Regions from separate parts of the Mus musculus genome. Here regions 1, 3 and 4 are each linked to region 2. A link is a contact called in public Hi-C and HiChIP or PLAC-seq data. All regions are on one chromosome and are shown on one strand. The core of a region is the stretch at or near the end of the contact, and the rest is flanking DNA. Distances in the headings are between cores, read along the strand shown.

Region 1 (4,366 bases), core at 186-2,685, 920 kb before region 2:
CTGCCGTGAGACTCGGGTGACTTAAATACATGAAAACGCTCTTCCAACTGTGGCGTTCTGAGCAGCCATTGCCTTTTCACTGTGTAGAAACATGTCTGAGGTGTTGTAATGACAGAGTGTACTATCGGGCAATGGTGTGTGTGTGTGTGTGTGTGTGTGTGTGTGTGTGTGTGTGTGTGAAGGGGTGGGGGTCGCGGTTGGGATAATTCGTTTAGAGCTAGCAGCTGAAATGGAAGGCCAGAAGCAAACTGGCACACAGGTGTCCGAGTTTGCTGTTCTGACAGCGTGTGCTACACACTTACTCGTTTGCTATGAGCAGCAAGTTGGATGTAACTGGAGATCTGGGAACGCCAATCTTCAAGAGAAGACACAGTCAAGCATGAATTTGATATGGTCAAATAATTTCATTTAGGATTTCAGAACTCTCATTATAATTAGACCTTAGTCAACACCATTGAGATATGTTCAATTTTAAGCCCCAGAAAAAAATAATTGTCACTAGAGAAAGGGCTTTGAGAGCATATGCAACGATTTATTCCCCTTTAGAGAATTTTAACAGTATCTATAGAAAGTATGAGGCTGTGTAGATTTTTTTTTTTTTTTTTTTTTGCTTTGTTTGGTTTTCGAGACAGTGTAGCCCCAGCTGTCCTGGAACTCACTCTTTAGACCAGGCTGGCCTTGAATTCAGAGATCCACCTGCCTCTACTTCCCGAGTGCTGGGATTAAAGGTGTGCGCCACCACGCCCAGCCAAATGATGCAGTTTTTATGTGATGAATTCCTTGTTGCTGCAGTAGACCTTGGGCAGTCCTTGCTCCTCCTGTAGCAGAGCTCTGTTTATTGGCTGGAGATTTAGTCAGAGGAGCTCTGGAATTTAGCAGGAGACATGTTTATGTCTCATGGTCAAATACTTATTCAGAATTCTAGAATTCTCGAGCACCTCCTGTATGTCCAGCATAGCGTGGGGTATTAGAGAATCTGATATGCCCCAGCTTGTAACTCATTCACGTCAGAGGCAGAGGGGGAAATCCCATCTTTGTTATTCAGTAGAATGAGGTAAAACCAGAGGTCAACAGACCTGGTATAAGGATCACTGTGCTTTTGTGACTTTATTCCCTTAACCAAATCTACTGAACCCTTTCCTGTATCAGGCACACGCTCTCCAGAGCTTACGTGATGGTGGCAGCCTACAAAGATAGTGAGACTCCACCAGCCATGGTGGCATGGGACTGTAATCCCAGCCCTAACAAGGCAGGAGGAGCACAGGTTTGAGGTCGGCCCATCTCAAGAAACAACAACAAACAAAACAAAACAAAACAAAACAACAAAACTGGAAGAGATGATGAAGTCCCCTAGGCAGAGGTCAGTAAAGACAGGCCAGGCAGAGAACACAGGGTACATACCAACCCGACAGCTCAAACCCACAAACCACAGGCTAGCAGGAGAGACAGCCTTGGGGGCGGGACAAGGTGTGGGGGCGGGACCAGAAGGTTCCTGTGGGCTCCACCATAGACTTCTGCCTTTCCGTCAAGTGGAAGAGGGCGGGGCTGGAAAGGATTTGTGGCAAGCAGTAGATATAAAGAGATGAGTGCTTTTTAAAATTGTGGCGTTTTAAAATAGCCAATGCTCTGTTTGCATCTTCCTCGAAGGATCCGTAGGTTGAGGTGTGGGGGTGGGAATACAAAATAGTGGATTTAGGGAGGTAGGTTAGGGACTGTGCAGTAGCAGTGGAGGTGAGAAAAATGATTTTAAAAATCAGACACAAGGTGGTGGTGGTGGTAAATAAAGAGTTGGGCAGAGCTAAGACTCTGAAGGAGCAGATGTGTGGGAAGGAAGCTGTCTTGTTTCTCCCTACGTTCTTGTCACTTCCAGTTCTATACTTTTAGATCTCTCTCTCTCTCTCTCTCTCTCTCTCTCTCTCTCATATTTATCTTTCCAACTTACATTCCAGTGGGGGAAGTGATTGGATTTTTTAAAAGATTTATTTAGTTTATGTATGTGAGTACACTGTAACTGTCTTCAGACACACCAGAAGAGGGCATCAGTTCCCTTACTGATGGTAGTGAGCCCCCATGTGGTTGCTGGGAATTGAACCCAGGACCTCTGGAAGAGCAGTGAATGCTCTTAACCGCTAGGCCATCTCTCCAGTCCCCTGGACTTTTTTTTTTTTTTTTTAAGCAAAATTTGTAGCACAGTGTGGCTGTGTTGACATACTACCCGTGGCAAACATTGAAAGAGTTTGAGCACAGGGTTTGAAACAACTCAGTCAAGTTGTCTCACCTCTCAATCCACAGAATTGCCACCTAGAAAACTGGGATACAATGGCATCTGGCTTGTTAGGCTTCCTTTAGAGTTCAGTGAGGTAGTAAATACAAAACCATTGACACAGAGCTTGGTTTAGTGAAAACGCTCAATGCTGTCACTTGTCACAGATTCTAGTTGGAAAGCCGTATCAATTACGTGTCTCGTCACTGTAACAACATACACGACAACAGCAACTCGAAGAAAGATGGGCTTGGATTTTAATATTTATTTTATTTCTGGTTATGTGTGACTGTGTGGTAAATGCCACACATGCTGTGGGTACCGAAAGAAGCCAGAAGAGTGAGTCAGGTAGACCTGAAGCTGAGTCACTGGCAATGTGGATGACTTGCTGTGGGCTCTGGGAAGTGACCTCAGGCCCTCAGTCACTGAGGTGTCATCTCTCTAGCCCTAACATGGATATTTCTCATTTGGGAGTATTTCTCAGAGAGGATGAAAGCAAGAAGCTAATAACTACAGTTGAATATGCCTATAAGCTCCCAGAATGTCCATATAGGCCATGTGTTGTTTCTATAGATAAGTGGAGGCTAAGACAACAAATGCTTTCCCAGGGAGATAAGGTTCAAGTTATGCCCCGTCCTTTATGGCTTTATAGAGTCTTAGCAATCCGGATTAGAGGTTTTCAAATGGCAATCTACAGGCTAATGGGACTCAAAATTGTCACCAGTCTCAACAAAATGTGGACTAAAGTAAATTTAAAATATCTCCCCAGCTTTCCATTATGAAACGATTATTGTGCCAGGCATAACAATCCTAGTTGTGCACATCTTTAATCCCAGCAGTAGGGAAGCAGCCCTTAGAGTTGGAGGCCAGCCTAGTCTACCAAGTTTCAGGACAGCCATGGCTACACAGCGAAATCCTGTCTTAAACAAACACACACACACACACACACACACACACACACACACACACACACACAAAAGACACAGAATAAACCACCACCAAGAAAAAACTGCACAGTTTTATTATCAAGAAATTCTTAAGGCCAAAAATGAAGAGAAAGGTTTATTCGGGAGAAGGGAGGAGGAAGGAGGTAGCCATGAGTTCTGAGCAAGGTGAGGAATGGCTGAGCTGCCTAAAGTAGGTACATCTGTTTGGTAGAAAAAGGAGACAGAGAAAGGTTCCCCCAGAAGGGATCCCAGTGTCCCTTTTACCCTGGAGATTCGGCGAAAGCTAAATTTCTCCTGAGAACTTTATAACAGGGAGTTGCTCTCATTGGAATTAAGGCTAGCGTTCCCACAACTAATATAAGCTGAGAAATCCCAAGATGGGTACTGAAGTTATTCTGGGTTGGGTAGTGCCTCTAGGTGCCTGGTTAAAGCAGGCACCAATTTTCCCCGAAGGCAGGGGCATTGATCCCAGGTCTCAAGGAATTTCTGGAACCTCATTCCAATGAGCAGCACACAATGAAAGTCACAGAGTAAGTGAGGGAGAATCAAGAACCACAATCAGAACTGTAAAGAGCTCAGTGGGAGCTGGAGAGAGTACTGACTGCTCTTCCAGGCGACCCACAGTCGAATCCCAGCACCCACGTGGTAGCTAACAACTGTCTGTACCTCCAGTTCCAAGGGATCTGACATACTCTTTTGGTCTTTGCAGGCACCAGGCACAGCCACGGTGCACAGACATGCAGACAGGCAAAACCACTCATACATCAGATATTAGAAACTTGAGCATAGCTACGGGATGGAGGAGCCAGCCCAGCACTTGGGAGTGCTCAGTGCTCTTCCACCACTGGACCTGCCCCACGTGTCTCATTATCATGAAGTCTTCCTCTGATAGATCCCACATGTTTCATGAGAGCATCAGTCACTTCTCAGTGTTTCCTTAAAATGGTAGCGGGAGAAGAGGTTTGGTCAGTTCAGGTCATAGGAAGCAGTAACTTTGCACTGTCTGTCATATGTATGGGTGGTGAGTTCTACCTTGAAATAGTCCATGGATGTTCTTCTACTCCAGTGTCACTGTGACAAGCCTAGACGATGTCCCTAACCCTAACCCTTCCCTCTAACCTGGATCTCCTGAGTGATAACTTTTTTGAATGACTGT
Region 2 (4,488 bases), core at 403-2,902:
CATGTAAGTGTTTTTAATGAAGCATAATGTACACAAGTGCACATATCATAAGCATAGAGCTTAATGAGATGCCTCATAGTGGATGCGGCTGTGCCTCTGATTCAATAGTAATAATATCAAAAATGTTAGTAACATTCTAGAAGCAATTTGTGTGCTCCCTTCTAGCCAGTGCTCTTCCAAAGAGGCTCCTAGCACTGTGTGTGTGTTACTTCACTGTTTGGAGGCTCTAGAGCAAGGGAGCATGCAGCATGCAGGTGTGTGTGTGTGTGTGTGTGTGTGTGTGTGTGTGTGTGTGTGTGGTTTGTTTTTTGTCTTAAGTCAGTTTTCTTACATTCAACATTACACCTGTGTGTAACATGACTAGGGTTTTTTTTTCCTGTACTTTTTAATTTTTATTTATTTATTTATTTATTTATTTATTTTATTTATTTATTTTGGTTTTTCAAGACAGGGTTTCTCTGTATAGCCCTGGCTGTCCTGGAGCTCACTTTGTAGACCAGGCTGGCCTCGAACTCAGAAATCCGCCTGCCTCTGCCTCCTGAGTGCTGGGATTAAAGGCGTGCGCCACCACGCCTGGCCTAATTTTTATTTTTAAAAGTATTTTTTTGTCTATAACATGTATTTTAGTGCTTGGTGCCTATAAGCAAACCGAGTATGCTTCCAAGTTTAAATGATTCTAAGATTAAGGAATGACAGCACTTATTTGAATTTCTTGACATTGGCTCACGCCTTTAATCCCAGCACTTGGGAGGCAGCGGCAGGCAGATTTCTGAGTTAATCTCATCTCATTAATCCCAGCCTGGTCTACAAAGTGAGTTCCAGGACAGCCAAGGCTACACAGAGAAACCCTGTCTCGAGAACCAAAACAAAAAACAAAAACAAAACAAAACATAAAACAAAACAAAACAAAATTTCTTGACTTGAAACCCAAGCTGAATTTATGAGTTCAGAGAGAACCAATTGTTCATAGCCATAAACTATAGTGACGCCAGCTAGAGATTGCTTATGTATTGTTGAATACCCACTATGCATGAATCTTTGAAGGTATTCTGATAGTTATGAAGGCAAGTAAAGGAGGAGGAGGAGGAGGAGGAGGAGGAGGAGGAGGGGTGGCAGTGGCTCATATTCTCAAGGAGTCTATCAGTCTTATCGGGGAAACAGAGCACTAAACTCAAATGATTATTCCAGGCAAAATTAAGAATCTACAAAACAGAAACAGCTGAGAAGATGCAGGCGCATCGATAAAGCATGACCCATCTCCCAGAAACCTATAAAAGTCCCATTGAGATAAACTTTGAGCTTCCTCTAACCTTCCAGCTTCTAAGATTTCATTAAAATTCTCTGTACAAAAGTAGGATCTTTATTCCCACTGGCTAGCCATTAGAGTTTATGGCTGTTCAGCGTATCCAGCACTTAGTCAAGAGGGGGCAGCATTCATCCTTTTTCTGAAACGAGTAGAACTCTGGCTGCCTGTCTTTCTAGGAAAAGAATACTTTAATCAGATAGAATTTCAGAGCATGCATATATTTTATGCCCCTGTTTTAATTGTTTGTTTATAGAGATGGTAACTGATGTGTACAGCTATGTTACTGAGACCAACAAATGAGTCCTGTTTAAGTAAGTGGAGCTGTGTCAGTGCCCAGAGATCCCCTTTCTCTGCCTTTGTCCCTTTCCTGGGCGTGGCAGCCTTGCTCAGACTCAGATTGCAAAAGGGCGGTGGCTGAAATGAACAAAAGAATTCAGACTTCTACTTTTCCCCAAAGAAAAGGCCAGCCAAGGGGAAGCCCCGGGAAAAAAAGGACTGTGTGTCTCCCATTGTTCTAACTATCTGATGCTTTCTTTCTTTTTCTTTCTTCTGAATGTTTGTTTACCTTAAACCTGTATTTGTAAGCATTGTTATTATAATAAAGGTAACTAAATAATCCCACTGGGGATTAGTGGCTGCCTTCTGTTTTAGGGGTGGTCTCCTTATCAACCAAGTAACCCTTAGAGCCCTTAGAGTTAAAGCAATGCATAGTGCCTGGTAGTTCTTTTCCAGCAGAAGCAGGGGCAGGGGCGTGGTAGTGAAAACTGAGAGAGGTTTAGCTGAAGCTATCAGACCACGTGTCTCTCTGACCTCCAACTGCCAGACCTCCAGATAACCAACTCCCTTTTGTTAGTGAGCCACTTTGATTTTAATGAGAGACATATAACCCCTCCCATGTTTTACGTGATTGACTTTGAGAAAATCAATGTTGATGGCCAAAAACGCCAAATTAACATCAGAGTAGATTTCCTTATACTGTATACAGCCTTAAATAGCCCTCTGAATGACATTTTGTTTTTTATTTAAGGAGTAGACCTTAGCCAAATGTCCTTGAATGATAAAAGAGAGTTGGCCCTCCCCATAATTAGCTTTTGTAAATATCAAGTCAAGGGTCAGAGCAAAGGTCATCTGATTTCTTTCTTTTGTGTAGAACAAGGGGCTTTAGTGACCATGACTGATTTTAGATCCAGCAAAGAATGAGGTCATTGCTTTTTACACAGACTGCATTGGATGAATCACAGAAACCATGGCAGTAACGTGAATACCAAATAATAACTGATAATTTGCGTACCAGTTACAAATACGCCTAATCTTAGATCTAGTAAAATGCTTTACTCTGTCAAGGAAATGAGGCTGCGGGATCAGCTCCTGAAAGGATTGCCAGTGACCTCATGCAGCTGTGATGTGAAGCTACAAAGCACTTGTCACATGCCACAGCTGAGGTCAGAAGTAGATCCTATCCAGGGACTTCACAGAGGGCGATAAAAAAAAAACCTCCGACTTTTAACTCTTTCAGCACTAGTCACGTAAACGCTACAATATATAAAATTTCAAGCTCATTTGAGAAATAAGACAAAAAATATTTTCATTTCTTTTGAAATTAAGCATCAGGGTTTGGAAACCACTTCTACTTAAACCAAACAGTGATTTCAAATGTGTTCATCAAGTGATGCTTTAGACTTTCCTTTTTAGAAAAAAAAAAAAAAAAAAGAAATAAAAAGGAAAAGACAGAACTGCTCCTCGATATGGGGGAGGAGGGATGTCATTGTAGATGAAAGGGGGAGCTTAGCCAGACTCAGAGACATCTGGGAGAATCCCGAGTGGACATGACCCTGAGCCATCGGAGTATGGGAGGGAGGAGAAGGGAGAGGAGAGAGAGGGAACCAGTTGCAGCAACCTATAGGGCAAAGATACAAAAAGTGTGGGTAACCAAAATGGCTGGATCATATAGGGGGGAGCAATCCAGCCCCCTGGGCTAGAGAGTTCAGGGTAGGGGGCAGAGATGCAAACGAGGAAGAACTTGTAGCAGGTAGGGGCTGAAGAACGCTGGGAGAACATGGATGCCACATTTGCTTTGATATGTTAAATAGGCACTTCAGCCATTTGTCCCAGAATTTGAAATTTAATATAAACCATCCTATCTTGGGATGGTAAGGTCTGAAAAATCTCTCCAGGATGTAAACACTGTGGTTGTAAAATGAGGACAATATCAGGCGAGCTGGTACAGCTGGGCAACCCTCCCTGGACAAGGTCTTGGAGGTCATTTAATCTAACTGCCTTATTTCACAATGAGGAAAACTTTGGCCTATGCATATTATAAGATATATGTGGAATTAGTTTTCTTCCTAGTTATTTACAATGTGTTTTCCTAGGTTCTCAGGAAACATAATAAACTTAGACCAGTAGATCATTGCAAGAGTGATAAGAATGGGAGATAGGGAATTTTAGGGAGTGGGACCCTGAAGGCAGTATCTCCATTCTTGTCCTCAGCCAGAAGCTAGATTTGTCCTCTTATGCTGGCTAGAGGCCAGGAATGCCAGAAGGAATCTCTGGTTTCTTGTTATCTCTCTCTTCTCCGCAATGCATCACTCCTGCCTGGAAGCTTTACTGAGTAAGGCCAAACCCCAGTATTGGCGCTAGTCCCTTCTGGTGAGTAATTTTGGAGCTGGGTCTCCGGATTTCAATAGTGGAAATAGCTACATCTACTCCCCAGTATAACCCATCTCTTAAATGATTCCTGAGCCTTAACTTTTGAGAGGGTAATGCTAGATAGCCAGATAGGAATTATTGGAGGGCACTGAGGATAGATTCCTCTCTTGTAGTTATTTTTGGACCCATCCCTCATTTCTCTCCCAATTACATTAGAAGCAGAAATTGTCCTCCACCCCAAGCACCCTGATCAAAACAAGGAGGATCACCTTGGACCCTGGGTGGAGGCGCAGTGATCTGGTGCAAACTATTGGACCTGGTATCTGCTATTGACTCCTCTTTCAAGAGTTGAGTCTACGAGACTCGAGCCCCGGGCTACCTTGCCAGCAGAGTCTTGCCCAACACCCGCAAGGGTCCACACGGGACTCCCCACGGGACCCTAAGACCGCTGGTGAGTGGATCACAGTGCCTGCCCCAATCCAATCGCGCGGAACTTGAGACTGCGGTACATAGGGAAGCAGGCTACCCGGGCC
Region 3 (4,814 bases), core at 2,212-4,711, 790 kb before region 2:
GATGCCTTCTGGTTTTCAGCTGTCTTGGGTTTCTTCCTGAGAATAAACAAAGGGCCCTTTGAAGGAACTGACTGCATATTTGGGAAAAGGCATTTTTAGAATCTGTTAAAGATAACTTGATTTTTTTTTTCTGAAGGGGGATGGGAGGGAGTCCAGTATGTCCCTTGTTTTAAAACAAGCTGATTCTTGTTTTTTTCCCTCCAGTAATGGCCTAACTGGGAACACACGAAAGCATATGGGCCAAGCAAACAGCACCACATTTGGACTCTGTTGGCTGTATAAAAAGACCCTGTCCCAGAACTTTAGACAGCTTGAGCTACGTATGGCTGACATTATCCAAGAAAGCATCCTTTCCCCCCTTAGATTTTTAACATGGTCTGGAAAAATACTAGTGGAGGTTTACCGTTCTAGCATTTGTCAGGAAGCTTAGAGACAGGACCCGTGGAGTAATGGGAAGAACACTGGACTGGGAGTCAGGAGACTTGAGCTACGGAACTAGCTGTGCCTGCAACTTGCTGTGTGGCTTTGGGCACCTCACTTCACTTCTCTGGGCTTCAGTTTCCTCATCTGCAAAATAAAGGGCTTGGATTAGAAGGCCCTACACGCTCCTTCTAGCTTTAAATCTGTTACTATTAGTTTTATGTGAAAGCAACACAGAATTTCAAATCCTAGTCTCCATCTGCAGGCTGTCCAGAGGAAGGGGTAGTGGCAGAGGTGACTGTAAAGTAGGAAGTGAAAAGCGATTAAGATGGTGTAGGTTCTAAGAGGCAAAGATGAATGGTGTCTCACACATACCCTTCCCTCTCTCTCTCCATCCCAGCCTTAAGATTCTCCATGCTCTTTGGTTTAGTATAGGCTCCCAGAGTTTAGGAGCATGACTGGTATTTATGTGCCTTCTGAGGAAGAGATTGCTGATAGGGAGTAGAATGGTGGTGGTGTGATTTAGTGAGGAACAGAATGTGAAATAGTTCAGCTATCAGTCAGCCCAGGATCCTTTTCTCCATGACAATCAATGATAACTAGCAAATCGGCATTTATGTAGCGCATGGACACCCCAAAAGGGATGAGATCCTTCTTGAACATGTCCCCAGTTTCTGTGGCTTTGTGTCTTTTTCTATCACTATGCTACCATAGAGTATGGGTCCCCCCCCTTTTTTTGGATAGATTATGTGTGGTACATAATCTGTTGTAAATTGCTGTGTTTCCATGTTCTTGTTTCTATGAGCATGGCTTTGGACTTGTATACAGAATATTTCGTATTGAAATGTGTTGTACTGGGTAGTCAAATCTGCCCTCGCAGAATATGGTGTTATGATTAGTATGCTGTGTTTTTAGTCCAACAGGTTGTGAAATCAAATCTGTTTCTTCAGAGGGCATGAGGCAGAGACAGCGTGGTAAAGATGAGGATGGAGTTGGGGGCTTTCAGATATATTTCTCAGTGTGGAGAAAGCCAACATAACAGAAACAAGCCGCAGTGCCTTATTCATTGCTGATGGGGGTCTGGGGCTAACCCTCAAATCCTGTGCCTATCAGGACCCCCAAGGATCTGCTCTTCTGGTCTTTCAGATTCAGAAAGGATTAAAAATCAAAGTCTTCCCTGTCTAACTGCCCCCTCCCACTGTCTGTTTCCCCTGGAGAAGCAGTGTTTCCTCTGAGGGGCCTGTTTCTGCCACTGGGGCCTGCCATCGGCTGGAAGCCCCTTGCTCACTTTTCTCTTGCCCCGTGGCCAGCTTGCCCAGCTGTCTTCACCAGCCTGCTCCCTCTGCAGACGGCAGCCTCAATGCTTTCCCTACTGCGCTGCTGACTTATTCTCCTTCCTCCAAGACCCTAGCTCTGCTGCTTTCCAGTCACTCGATCCCGCAGCACCGTGGCAGCCTGGAATCTGAGGACAGTTCCTTATCTGCCCTACCTTATCTCATGGGCCATGTGTATTGGCTGCCTTGGTGTGCGTTTATCATTCCCAGGGGTCTGGAATGTACACTCTTGGCTCTTTACCTTTACTCATTACTGTCCTTGCTTTGAACTGCCTTTTCTCATCTCTGCCGATGAAATGAGAGGAACCTTCCTTCACACTTATTAAATGCCGTCTCTATGCTAGACTGCTGTGACTCCCCTCTTTCAGACAGGATGGCTCCTCTCTGCATCACTCTGAGATCCCTCAGTGGTTGCAGGATTCCTGCCTTACTCACTAACTCTTTATTTCACTAACAGTTCCGTGCTATTGGCTCTCAGAGAGAATGGGCTTTCTGTGGAAGGGGAGTGTCTTAGCAGTTGTCCCATTTCTGGTGTTCATCCCTTTCTTTACTCCGCCTTTCTGCTCCCCTCCCCCACTCCCCCATCCACACTCTCGGTACAGAGACTAAGTGGCTGTGATGTGCCACAGAGGCTGAGCAATCTTGGTCCTGTCCTCCTGGGGTTACTGCCTATTCCATAATTCCATACTGTGAACCATATACACAGCAGCCACTTGCGAACTGTTTGCTGACAGAATTAAATAGAGCTGAAATTTAAATATACTTGGAGACCAGTCCTAGTTTGAATCTCAATTAAGCTTCCTCATTTTATGCGGCAGGGGAATCAACCTGGATTGGTTGCTTTTTCATTGATTACAAGAAGAGTCTTTAGTAAGAGTGGCTGGTCCTTGTAAGTCACCTAAATATAGGGACAAAACACCAATGGCCATCATTATGTAGCAGAAAAAAAAATGGTCTCTATGTTTACAGACAAGGCCTCAGCTAGCTTTTGACATGTGGTTCATGGAATTAAGAGCACACTCTTGCACCAGTGTACTGCCAAGCCACCCATGAGGTCTAACTCTGGAGAAATTGCACGGCTTATGCCCTTACTTCTTGTCCTGAATTAGAGTTTGATGCATGCCTGATTTTCTGTGCCCCACCTATGTCCAGGACCACCTTTGGTGGCTGTCCATGGCCCAGGGACATTGTAGCCACCTCAGCGAGTAGAACACATTCAAACCCAACCTGCCTGGCCCCTTCCCTTCCTTGCTTCCTGCCAGTTCACTTCTCCTCTTACCACGGCAGTGCTCCAACGTCACAGACCAGAGCCCTGCACACTGTCCGTTGGAGCACTTCCTCTCCCATTCCAACCTCTTTTATAATTCTCTGGGATTCCTTTTTCTGAAGCCAAGAAGCGTTAACACAAAACAGCAGTCTGTCTGACATGCACAGGTGCTGTTCTATGACCAATTTTTTTTTCAGTTTGTGGTTTATTAAGGAGGAAAGAGCAAACTCTCTTGTAATTAACTGAAAATGCCTTCTTTGGTTGCATAAAGGGGATTGTATAAACATGGCACATCTGAGGACATGTCTGTACAAGTCTAAGTAGTTTGCACTATCCCCTGGCGCCTGTAGAGGGCAGCAGCACACTGGCTGACTCCAGGCAGTATTTTAGAGCCTAAACTACCAGAACCTTCCTCCTGGTCACCATGCCAAAGGCTGGTGTGCCAAGCTCTCTCTGGCCTGGCCTCTCAGTCTCTTTCAAGTTTGTTCTCTCCCCGCCTGCTGTGCATATTCATATTCTCTCTCTCTCTCTCTCTCTCTCTCTCTCTCTGTCTCTCTCTCTGTCTCTCTCTCTCTGTCTCTCTCTCTCTCTGTCTCTCTCTCTGTCTCTCTCTCTCTCTGTCTCTCTCTCTCTCTCTCTCTCTCTCTCTCTCTCTCTCTCTCTCTCTCAACTATACACTCTGATGAGGTTGTCCCTCAACCAGAAAATGAAAACTTCTACGTAGAAGTCAGAGAAGCCAACAACAACAACAAAGAAAAAACCCGGGGGAGAGGAGAAAGGGGCCGTGAGGGAGAGAGACTTCAGAACAAGAAAAGGGCAGATGTTTCGCAAATATATGCAAAGCAAAACTGGGTGTACCCTGAACACTTCTACAGAAAAACAGGCCAATCATTGTGCACTTCCTCCCGCCACACTGGTGCAGCTCTGCATTCAAAGAGAGAGAGAGAGAGAGAGAGAGAGAGAGAGAGAGAGAGAGAGAGAGAGAGAAGTGTGGCCGCAGGCACCCGCCTTTCAACGGTCAGTTCTGACATTCTGACTGAACATGTCCCAATTGTCCAAAGAACAAAAACATTTTCATCTCCCCACTGTGAACATTTTTGTTATGAGAAAAAGGCTGCTTTAAGAACCAGGAAGGCGTTTAAGGTGAAGGGCAGCTGAGCTGGCCGGCAGAACCTTCTGGTCTTTAACTCTCCCTGTGCTGGCCCCGGCAGTAAGTTGAGGGCTGAAACATAGCAGTGAGTGAGGCTGTGGAGGCTGCTGGCTCGTCCCAAACTAGACCATATTGTTTTTGCAGAGAAATATGCATTAAAACATATGGATGCGCTGTTAGGTATTAAGCCTGTTAAATGCACGGGAACAAGGCAGATCGGTGGTGTTGGATGTATACAGTTCACACTCCTTCGCACATATTGCACACATACAGTGGCAGAAGTGCTTTCTGCAACATATGGAAAAATAAATATTTTATCCATGCGAGCTCTTATCAGTCTCCAGGGTCTGTTGAGAGGCGAGTGCTCTCTTCCATCTTTCTCCCTCTCTCCTCCAATTCTCTCCTTCCACTGGGCTCCCACCCTCTGCTGCAGATTATGCTTTCCACTAATCAGCCTGGCTGGAGAGGAAAGAATTAGTCAGAACCTCCCTTTGATAAATAATTACGCAGTCGCGGGATCAAGATAATTGAGATCAGTGATGCCTTTCTTGGCCTTTCTGGAGTCGGAACCATTTCCTTACTTACTCTGCTGTTTAACTGTAGAGTGTCTGCGGACAGACGGAGAGGGACGAAGGAAAAAGCC
Region 4 (4,603 bases), core at 1,697-4,196, 530 kb after region 2:
AAGTTTAGAACTGGGAAATATCAGTTAAACTTGGTCTTGAGAGTTGACAAGTACACATTCAAATGATTTAACTTTGAGTATTTTCTGTATGCATTGAATAAATTACAAGTCACAAGTAGCAACCGTTACAATGTATGGAAGACCTCTGACAGGCACAGGTAAATATGCACAGATGAAGAGTATATCTAAATGCCAAATAAGAAAAAAAGGTAACAATGAGAAAGATTTCCTCCCTCCCTCCCTCCCTCCCTCCCTCCCTCCCTCCCTCCCTCCTTCCTTTCCCTCCATTCCTCCCTCTCTCCTTCCTCCCTCCCAGTCCCCTGTTTTTCTTTACTTTTTGCTGTGGTAAGCTATTTACAATATTTACAACATCAAAATTAGATATATGTTACTCATTCTCAAAAGAATACTGAAGTGTGTGTGTGTGTGTGTACACACATGAAACTAGAGTCCCTGGAAGTGGAAATAAAACAGTAAAATAAAAAGAATTTTTAAGGTCATAAGGCAAACTGGGCCAACATCACAGTGATGGCTTGCAGTCTACTTACTGAATAGATTCTGCAATGCTGAAAGAACAGACACAAAACTTAGGTCTTTACAGCCTCTGATGAAGTCTGGATGTTTTCAGCTGTCTTGTCAGATGGGAGCTTTAACTTTTAGAAGTATAGATAAGTTCTTAGGGGAACACAGGAAGCCCTGAGGCTGAACTTTATCTGATTGCCACTGAATGACAAACAGTATCCTAGTTACCTTTCTGTCCCTGATATCACAATTCACAAAATTTCTTTGCTCCTAGTGTCATAAATGCTTATCTGTATGCTGACTCCCCATCCTTCCTCCTCTCATGTTTCACAGAACTAACGCCTTAGAACTAGATCCAGCCTCCAGATCACTCTGGTATATTGCTAACTATAGAGCGCTAACACCTTTATAGAATTATATATGACTAGCCATTCAGTGTGTAACTTATCTTGGAGGATAGATGCAAAAATAAGTCTCCCTTGTAGTTATGCTACTGTGAAAATACTATTAAGTTTGGGGTTTGAATTTCTACTCTTAGAAGTTGACTTTTTTATTTTAATCATGATAAGAAATAAGGTAGACTGATTAGGAATCTAGCTCAGGTAGAGAGCTTGCTAGACACTGGGTTTGAGTTCACAGAACCTTGCATACATACATACATACATACATACTTACATACATACATACATATACATATAAACACACACATATATACACATATACAAGAAGACATACAGTTTAATAATGTACTTTTGTGTATTTATTGCCTCCTATGCTAGAGATGATTGGTATCTATTAGACAACTTATATAAGTTGTAATTGTTGCTCTTTCTATTTGTCAGTACTGGGAGGAGGCAGGACATTATCTTTTGATGATTGTGTAGACTAAATGTATATATAAAGTTTAAGAGGCTTCCAAAGGGTTGGCAAGGTGGCAAGGTGGTTAAGAGCACTGACTGGTCTTCCAAAGGTTCTGAGTTCAGTTCCCAGCAACCACATGGTGGCTCACAACCATCTGTAATATAATCTGATGCCCTCTTCTGGCATTCAGATGTACATGCAGATAGAGCAGTCATATACATAAAATAAATAAATAGATCTTTTTAAAAAAAATGGTTTCTGGTGCAAGTTGACTCACGTTGACTTTTGTCTTGACTTTTTGGATCACCTTTCCTTTAAAACAAAACCTCCAGCTTTCCTTTTATTGGTTGAAAGCCTGTATTCCCTTTTAGCTTTTAGAGCAATGAATTCCCTTGATCAATAATGTTCCTTTTCTGGGTGTCTGCTTTTCTATATAATGCTGTTCACAGTACATATATCCTTTCATCCAGAGATGTGGAAGTATTGTGGAGGGTCTTATTTTATCTAGAAAGGTAGAGGGGAAAAATAGATGTTTTTCTTCCCTTTGAATTTTTTTTTTGTCTTAGAAGGAGAATGTTAATTTACAAAACCCACAAGTTAGAGTAAAGTCAAAGAAATTAAATTTCATGTTGGTTAAATACTCAGCAGACTACACGTGGTCCCCTTTATAGTTTACAGTACATATCATAACGTCCACATAGCCTGCAATGAGATGGGTCAGACACAATTGCCCATATTATCATCTCTAGATTCAGAAACTGAAGCACAGAAAGGAAACCTAATTTGTCTGAGCGCGAATGACTAGTTGGTGGAAGAGTCAGGGTAAATGGTAGAGTTGCTTAGTCCTGAAACTCGCAGGGCAGGCGAGAGGATGGTAATGGTGTGTTTTGGGTATCACTAAGACCCCGTGGCAGCTGCCTTTGACATTTCTTCTTAATTAAATTCTTATTTGTTACTCTTTGAAAAATGTAAGTGCATAACGGATTATTTTCTCTTTCAAAGGCTCAGAAAACAAGGGACAAGGGTGGAAGTGTAATTTAGTTCATTATCCTGGCATCAAAAATTATGTGTATGTGCTTGGCATTTTAATATATTTAAAATATGAAACAAAGTGAATGACAAAGGAAAATATGGATCCCAGGGAAAACCAAAAGCCAGCCCAGGCTCCAATTTGACATCTGGTGTAAAGCTCCAGGAAAAGATGGTCTGAATCACAAAAGGGCCATACGCGAGTATGCTGCTAAGCACTCCTACTTGCTTTCCTTTGAGCTTTTGAGGTAAGGATGCTTAATATCCAAGAAAGATGAAACTAAAAAGGAAAAGGGAAGTGCGCCCAGCCCATTGGTGATTGGTAGAGTAATTGTGGGCATGGCCCCAGGATGATAGCAGCTTCTATTTAATCAATGTTGACAAGACTGGGGAGAGCTGGGCAGGTCCCAAGAGGTAATGTTTTACTCGGAAATCCACTCAACCTAATTTCAGTAATGTAGGGCTGTGGAGGGACCTGGAGGAGAGCCAAGAAACGGGGCCATTAGAGCTGCATGTGCGCGTCGGCAGCTGGGAACACCGCCATCCCTCTTAACAGCATCGCAACCGAGCTGCCTGGCTGGGCACGCAAGCAGCCGCTGCTGCATATGTTCCTGGTGTTTGCTCACCAACAGAAGGAAGGCACAGACATGCTATTCCCACTCACCCTTTCAAGGTAATGAATGACGCCCATCAGAAGCCAGGATCTTCTTCCGCAAGGATAGGAGAGTCAGGTTGACGTACACCTTGAATGACTATGGTGAAATTGTTCACTCAAATCTCTTCCTTAGTTTTGTCATTTATGACTAACATTACATGGTATAAACGGATCCAGGAATATTTAACGCATTTATTGTTCTTTTAATGTGACTTTGAGCATTTTAAAGGATGGTCGTCATACAGTTAGGGGTGTAGCTAATTGGCAGAGCACTTGCCTGGCTTGACTAACATGTACACAGCTCTGGGTCCAATATCAAATGAGCACTGAGAAAAGAATGGTGTGGGGAGAGCATGGTAGTCATGGGTGACAAGTGTGGGAAACTAAGAAGGTCTCCTGTTTTTTAACATATGACATTCTTTAAGAACATTCAACTTTGCAAATTTAAGAGAATTTGACTCAAGAAAAATGATGTTGAACTCTAAGTCTCTCTCTCTCTCTCTCTCTCTCTCTCTCTCTCTCTCTCTCTCTCTGTGTGTGTGTGTGTGTGTGTGTGTGTGTGTCCTCCCCCCATAAGCAACACATCATTCTAGAAACTGCTTAGCATATACAGTCTCAGAAGACAGACATTTTCAGTTTGAGTTTCATTGTAATCACTGCTAATCTACTTCTAGCTCATAGACCAGAACACAGCTCAGTCTCTTTCATTAGGTGCATTAATGAATGGATGACCACATTTTCCTTCTTTTTCAAGTGTCTTTCAGCTTTGAAGCATGAATAATAGATGACTTTATTGTCTACGATATTGACTTTCTCTTTTAAGTTAACACATAAATAAATGATAAAATTAAGAGGTTTTCTGCAAGCATGATAATTTCTAAGAGTTCTTTAAGTTGAAAAGAGCAAGATTTTGCAAAGGCTAAACTGCTGGATAGGCAAGTTACAACTATTTGTTAAATATTAAAATCATCCGTCTAAGGTATCTCAATATTCTTTTTATAACTAGGTGGCACTCACATTACTTAGACTATGGCATAAAGAGAAACCGAATTCAATGTTTTTCTTGCTTCCTAGCTTAAGCTTCTCCTGTGGATATAATTGTTTACTCTTAAAAATATGACATATTTTATTTAAAAATTCTCTCAATCTCATACTTAAGAAACACATGAATATTTTTTCTTGTTCTTAATGCAAGCCACAGAAATGCATCACCAGTCCTCATGAGAGGATCAGATTTGCGGAGCTAATTTTGATATCATAATCAATTTGAAGAGACATCATCCGGTCATATGATACATCCCTCTAAAACACACACACACACACACACACACACACACACACACACACATACATGTATATATTATCAAAGTAGTTCAACTTGGCTGATATGAGAAAATATACTGCAAATTGGATGGCCTTTAAGTAACAGAAATTTACTTCTCACTTTTTTGGCATATGGTAGATCCAAAATCAGGCTGACAACCAGCTCACTTTGTCAAGTGAAGGCCTGAGACCTTAAAGATCTATCATTCTCTG

The links. Hi-C and Micro-C count contacts between places; a contact is called where the count stands out from the background. HiChIP or PLAC-seq counts read pairs in DNA pulled down with a chosen protein or histone mark.
Region 1: a contact with region 2 is called in a Hi-C map of the N1E-115 cell line, with 5 times the contacts expected there. The contact joins two enhancer-like sites. A contact is called at or near these places in 1 of 484 Hi-C or Micro-C datasets (the N1E-115 cell line), 3 of 115 datasets of contacts at active chromatin or transcription factors (cardiomyocytes, embryonic stem cells and extraembryonic endoderm stem cells) and 1 of 9 other capture datasets (embryonic trunk).
Region 3: a contact with region 2 is called in an H3K27ac HiChIP or PLAC-seq map of extraembryonic endoderm stem cells. The contact joins two enhancer-like sites. A contact is called at or near these places in 1 of 15 datasets of contacts at CTCF or cohesin (pro-B cells), 6 of 484 Hi-C or Micro-C datasets (the N1E-115 cell line, cerebellum, cortical neurons and 2 more), 5 of 115 datasets of contacts at active chromatin or transcription factors (cardiomyocytes, a colorectal cancer cell line, embryonic stem cells and 2 more) and 2 of 9 other capture datasets (embryonic stem cells and embryonic trunk).
Region 4: a Hi-C map of the N1E-115 cell line shows a contact between it and region 2, with 4 times the contacts expected there. The contact joins two enhancer-like sites. A contact is called at or near these places in 7 of 484 Hi-C or Micro-C datasets (the N1E-115 cell line, cerebellum, cortical neurons and 3 more), 8 of 115 datasets of contacts at active chromatin or transcription factors (embryonic basal ganglia, embryonic stem cells, extraembryonic endoderm stem cells and 2 more) and 1 of 9 other capture datasets (embryonic tail).

Annotation. Positions count from the first base shown.
Region 1 is chr16:43,696,195-43,700,560 of GRCm38.p6, reverse strand. No RefSeq gene overlaps it. Among named protein-coding and RNA genes, the nearest start is that of Tigit, 34 kb to the right of the region's middle. Within about 2 kb of position 1,435, at least 124 of the 459 cell types and tissues checked have an H3K27ac peak or open chromatin away from gene starts, as enhancers often do. A contact at or near this core is called in the N1E-115 cell line, where this site is marked.
Region 2 is chr16:42,779,550-42,784,037 of GRCm38.p6, reverse strand. The region is part of intron 1 of 4932412D23Rik (RIKEN cDNA 4932412D23 gene); the gene reads left to right. Among named protein-coding and RNA genes, the nearest start is that of 4932412D23Rik, 94 kb to the left of the region's middle. Within about 2 kb of position 1,652, at least 134 of the 459 cell types and tissues checked have an H3K27ac peak or open chromatin away from gene starts, as enhancers often do. A contact at or near this core is called in the N1E-115 cell line, cerebellum, a colorectal cancer cell line and 5 more, where this site is marked.
Region 3 is chr16:43,572,783-43,577,596 of GRCm38.p6, reverse strand. Zbtb20 (zinc finger and BTB domain containing 20) reads right to left here. Exons shown (of 11, transcript NM_001285805.1): 8 at 404-567; 9 at 1-36. The coding sequence starts at 414. Among named protein-coding and RNA genes, the nearest start is that of Mir568, 65 kb to the left of the region's middle. Within about 2 kb of position 3,461, at least 195 of the 459 cell types and tissues checked have an H3K27ac peak or open chromatin away from gene starts, as enhancers often do. A contact at or near this core is called in the N1E-115 cell line, cerebellum, a colorectal cancer cell line and 4 more, where this site is marked.
Region 4 is chr16:42,254,169-42,258,771 of GRCm38.p6, reverse strand. The region is part of intron 2 of Gap43 (growth associated protein 43); the gene reads left to right. Among named protein-coding and RNA genes, the nearest start is that of Mir6540, 47 kb to the left of the region's middle. Within about 2 kb of position 2,946, at least 37 of the 459 cell types and tissues checked have an H3K27ac peak or open chromatin away from gene starts, as enhancers often do. A contact at or near this core is called in the N1E-115 cell line, cerebellum, cortical neurons and 1 more, where this site is marked.